2 separate regions of the Danio rerio genome follow, and region 2 is linked to region 1. The links are chromatin contacts, called in public HiCAR-type maps. All regions are on one chromosome and are shown on one strand. The core of a region is the stretch at or near the end of the contact, and the rest is flanking DNA. Distances in the headings are between cores, read along the strand shown. Region 1 overlaps adamts7 (a disintegrin-like and metallopeptidase (reprolysin type) with thrombospondin type 1 motif, 7). Region 2 overlaps adamts7 (a disintegrin-like and metallopeptidase (reprolysin type) with thrombospondin type 1 motif, 7).

Region 1 (2,681 bases), core at 112-2,611:
AAAGAAATTGGAATTTGCCGAGAAAATTGCTATTGTGTAATACAATAATAAATAACTATTACAAACCATATTCTGTTTGGGATTTTGACCAAGTGCATCTAGAATATTCCATTTCCGCCCGGAATTTTCCTTTCTGTGCATCCAGTCTAAAAATGCTGGGTTTTGACAATTCCATCATATTGTCCCAACACAAATCGATTAGGTTAACTTTAATGTTTTTACAAATTTAATAGATTGAACATAAAACAATCAAGTCTTTCCCTTTGCCTTCAGACACTAGCGCAGCACGGGGATCAGGGGACTGATCATTGCATGAAGATGACGATCACTGAAAGATGGAGATTCGGCTTTGGAGGATAAGAGGTTTAAGCACTTGGGGTGTACAGTAAAGAGTTAAGGGAATGCTTTATTTTCATTGCATGACAAAGCCACTAGACAGGTTTCTATAAGTAGCCAACTTCCTTTTAGGCAAATTCCAAGGGAGGGAAGAAAGTTATGTATTTATGAACAAGACGATGGGACATATAAAGGTTATTACAGGGTCTTTTTCCACATGAAAGCCCTCACTAAAACACATAAGCTAAGCTGGACTTTTACTGTGGGTCAAGTTTAGCAAGCTTGAAAACATGCCTAGGGCTGGTAGTTATTACAGCATTACAGGATGTGAAAGAATGTATATAGACTGTGTTTCTTTGGAAGCAAATGAAAACATGAAAAATAATGACAGAAATGATGTCTACCATGTACTTCTTAGGAATTCATTTTTATATCACTCTGTCAAGTCAGTAAACGAGAATCTGACCATTTAATATTTTTAATGTCACTATATTTAGGTCACTGAACCTTCGTAGTTTTGAGCCAAAAGTCCAGTTTTCTAAAGGTTTGTTACTGGAGATGTGCTGATATATCGACCAATAGTTTTTAGAACTTGTAATGAAGCAATGTTGAGTTTCTTTGCTGAACTTAATGGTTTATTGTGTTGAGTAGAATAGAGTATTATTTCCCAGAGATGGGTTGCAGCTGGAAGGGCATCTGATGCGACCCGTGATTAATAAAGGGACTAAGCCAACAAGAAAGTGATTAAATAAATAAATGAATAGAGTATTATTTATAAGAGAGAGAGGGAAAGAGAAACCAATCTCATTCATTCCTCAGAAAGGTCTTGCTCTTTTTCTACAAAAAAAAAAAGAAATAGTTTGAATTGATCCATGGTAAAAAGCAATACTTCTCATGGTATAAACATCTCATATATTTCTTGCATGTTTTTACTTGCATCTTGTTAAAGGTAAAAAAAAAAGGGTTTGTTCCCTGTCAACATAAGAAGCCTTTGGGAGTGACCACAAAGACAGCTCCTTGGCACCATCTAAAGGCAAAACAAGAACCTGCTCTGAAATCATTATCACTAACACATCTTATTTTTTGTTTAACAAGAATGAAACTCAAGACCGCTTTAGACTTAGTGGAGTATATGATTACATCTTATATGAACTTTCATTTTTGGGTAAACTATCCTTTTAATAGACACAGCGTAAACCATAAAACCTATTGTAATAAAACAGTGAAAGCCATTGGTTCAAAGGCAATAATAATAGATATAGCATTAATATTACTTCAAACTATGACAGCATTATTGCCTTCAGGTCCTGCTGTTTATATTTATCTATACAGTTGAAGTCAGAATTATTAGCCCCCTGTTTATTTTTTCCAATTTCTGTTTAGCGGAGAGAAGATTTTTTTCAACACATTTCTAAACATGATACTTTTAATAACTCATTTCTAATAAATGAATTCTTTTATCTTTGCCATGATGACAGTAAATAACATTTTACTAGTTATTTTTCAAAGCACTTCTATACAGCTCAAAGTGACATTTAAAGGCTTAACTAGGTTAATTAGGTTAACTAGGGAGGTTAGGGTAATTAGGCAAGTTATTGTATAATGATTGTTTGTTCTGCAGACTATCAAAAAAAATTAGCTTTAAGGGGCTAATAATTTTGTCCTTAAAATAGTGTTTAAAACATTCATAGCTGCTTTTATTCTAGCTGAAATTAAACAAATAAGACTCCAGAAGAAAAAAAAATGTTATCAGATATACTGTGATATATATATATATATATATATATATATATATATATATATATATATATATATATATATATATATATATATATATATATAATTTGATAAATGACATAATTTCTGTATAAATTGCTTAACATGACAAGTCAAGCAATTTATAAAGCAATACTGTCATTTATCGAGGAACTGTAGATTGCAGAAAAACTGGTTAGGGTAAATGGGTGATGCAGTGGTGCAGTAGGTGCTGTCGCCTCACAGCAAGAAGGTCACTGGTTCGAGCCTGGGCTGGGTCAGTTGGTGTTTCTGTGTGGAGTTCGCATGATCTCTTTGCATTCGTGTGGGCTTCCTTTGGGTGCTCAGGTTTCCACCACAGCCCAAAGACATGTGGTACAGTTGAATTGGGTGGGCTAAACTGTCTGTAGTGCATGTGTGTGAATGAGTGTGTATGGATGTTTCCCAGAGATGGGTTGCAACTGGAAGGGCATCCGCTGTGTGAAACATATGCTGGATAAGTTGGCTGTGGCGACCCCAGATTAATAAAGGGACCAAGCCGAAAAGAAAATGAATGAATGAATCCTTAAGGTAAGGCTGTTCACAATGTG
Region 2 (2,681 bases), core at 125-2,624, 190 kb before region 1:
GGCTAATAATTCTGACTTCAACTGTATATATATATATATATATATATATATATATATATATATATATATATATATATATATATATATATATATATATATATATATATATATATATATATATATAAACAGATAGTACACACTCATTTGACAGCAGTAATTTACAAACACTGACAACTATTTAAATAAATATATGGAAAGATGGGCTCAAAAAAAAAAAAAAAAGAATTTCTGTGGTTGCAGATTCCATGTAGATCTACTAATAATGTAAGCCTGATCTAAAGTGCTCTGAAACTTTAGCAACCACATGCACTTTATTTTAGCGCATAAGAAAAAAGCACTCAAACAGCCTCCAAATCAAATTAAACCAAACCTATTTACTGCATCTCCATAAACGGCATGATGAAAAAAAGCCCATTAATTGACTAATAAAAGTGTGTGTGGTGTTATGTTTGGCCCCAGCATGGCTGCATTAATGGGCATCAGATGGCAAGTATGCCAGGCAGGACTTCTGTTTCCCTGCCAAGCCGCCTATAATCTAACACTATACAACTAGTATAACTGTAGCTTTGTCTGCTATTAAAAGAATTCTGTAGTTCAAGGCCATTTCACCAAAAAAAAAATTTGCTGTAGTGTAAATTCACTCAGTCCATCCAACAAGAATTTCACTTATTTTCTTTAGTATTTATATTCATCATATGCAAGTCAAAAGCTACATGATATTTGATATAGTCAAAACAAAATAAAATACAATTATATGAATATGAATACTAAAGAAGTGAAGTACTTGTATGTGTGCTTGTGTTTTTCTCAAGAGATGTCTAACAGAAAGAACATTCTCAGAGCATTTTCTTTACTCTTTTTTCCTTCTGGAGTAAGTTATTTATTTCAGTTTGACTGGAATAAAACATTTTAAACAATTTCTAAGGTCAATATTATTAGCTAGGATTATTTTTTTTGTTTGGCTACAGAACAAACCACTGCTGTCCAATAACTTGCCTAGTTTACCTAATTAATCCTTTTATTTGCTCTAAGCTGAATACTAGAGCCTTCATGTCATACTGTCATCATGCCGAAGACAAAATAAATAAGTTTTTAAAAATGTTGACTTAAATGAACGTAATGTCAACTGAGGGTGAGCCGTTTTTGAAAATTGTAATATTCCCCCTTAAGGAATTCCTGAAACTCAACCCAACCTAAGGAGAACATGTTTAGTCAAATATTAACTCACAATCTATGAATCTGCATGTCAAAGCGCACACAAAAACGCCACATTCCATGTTCTGTGTAGATAACCTGGGTATGGTCTATATTAAACATTCAGTATTACCACACAGCATACTTGGCAAAACACTCAGGATGTGAACTCATTCCTGACATCTGAATCCAAGACTTTCCAACTCTTAGAGCAATTAAAACGTGGAACTTGGCAGATGGAACAGAATTCCTCCACTTTTATCAAGGAACAAACAGCAAAACTGTTGTGGCAATACTCTCTAGACATTGGAATGAATTCCTACCAAACACCTATTAACAAAATTATAAATCCACCAACTCTAGTCCCGGGGACGCCCCGTCCTGCACTTTGTCTATGACCATGTCTGAAATCACCCACTGAATCACTTTAAACAGTGCACTAGTTAAGGAAAAAGCCATTCATAGGGGTGTTTGAAACTATAATGGATGTTCTGAAATGCGCTCAATCAATCCCACAACGCACCACAAAAGCAAGTATACAACCAATGTACACTGAGTGGATAGAGAATACCAAAAATGTACTTGGAGACTTCTGGTTTCAACTCAAACAGTTTTTCAGAATGGGTTGGGGTTGAACGCATTATACAACCTTCACATAATAACAAATAATATTCATTCATTTTCTTGTCGGCTTAGTCCCTTTATTAATCCGGGGTCGCCACAGCGGAATGAACCGCCAACTTATCCAGCAAGTTTTTACACAGCGGATGCCCTTCCAGCCGCAACCCATCTCTGGGAAACATCCACACATACATTCTCACACACATTCTCACACACATTCTCACACACACACACACACACACACACACACACACTACGGACAATTTTAGCCTACCCAATTCACCTGTACCGCATGTCTTTGGACTGTGGGGAAAACCGGAGCACCCGGAGGAAACCCACGCAAACGCAGAAAAAACATGCAAACTCCACACAGAAACGTCAACTGAGCCGAGGTTCGAACCAGCGACCTTCTTGGTGTGAGGCGACAGCACTACCTACTGTGCCACTGCCTCGTCCTAACAAATAATATACTTTTGAGAATTATTTTAAAAGAGCTTTTGCTTAACAACATAAAGGAAGCAGATCTCACGTAATGTTTGGGAGAAATACTACAGTAAGAACTTTACCAATTAGTATTTAATGCATTTGTTGTTGAGTTGCAACGATGATTCACACACAATGACGTTGCTAAGTTCACACACACAGATACACAAACACACCCACCGCGCAGACACAAACACACAGACAGCATGCACATTCAGCTTTCCATTTTTTTTGCATGCAAATGTAACAGGATACAGGTTAATCTCCACTGCTGTATGGATATCTGTCAAAATCTAAATAAACCTGATTAAGGGCACATATTTTACCCCTTTTTTATAATTTAAAATTAGTATTAAGGTTCTTCTGAGTGTGCCAGTTTAGGT

What was found. HiCAR-type assays count read pairs that join an accessible place to other places.
Region 2: a contact with region 1 is called in a HiCAR-type map of caudal fin, with 5 times the contacts expected there. The contact joins two enhancer-like sites. A contact is called at or near these places in 4 of 18 Hi-C or Micro-C datasets (caudal fin, embryo and an unstated tissue) and 1 of 4 datasets of contacts at active chromatin or transcription factors (caudal fin).

The regions. Positions count from the first base shown.
Region 1 is chr7:57,805,156-57,807,836 of GRCz12tu, reverse strand. The region is part of intron 23 of adamts7 (a disintegrin-like and metallopeptidase (reprolysin type) with thrombospondin type 1 motif, 7); the gene reads left to right. Among named protein-coding and RNA genes, the nearest start is that of senp8, 19 kb to the left of the region's middle. Within about 2 kb of position 1,361, at least 2 of the 62 cell types and tissues checked have an H3K27ac peak or open chromatin away from gene starts, as enhancers often do. A contact at or near this core is called in caudal fin, where this site is marked.
Region 2 is chr7:57,994,889-57,997,569 of GRCz12tu, reverse strand. All of the region lies in intron 23 of adamts7 (a disintegrin-like and metallopeptidase (reprolysin type) with thrombospondin type 1 motif, 7), which reads left to right. The region is part of intron 11 of myo9aa (myosin IXAa); the gene reads right to left. Among named protein-coding and RNA genes, the nearest start is that of scamp2l, 84 kb to the left of the region's middle. Within about 2 kb of position 1,374, at least 9 of the 62 cell types and tissues checked have an H3K27ac peak or open chromatin away from gene starts, as enhancers often do. A contact at or near this core is called in caudal fin, where this site is marked.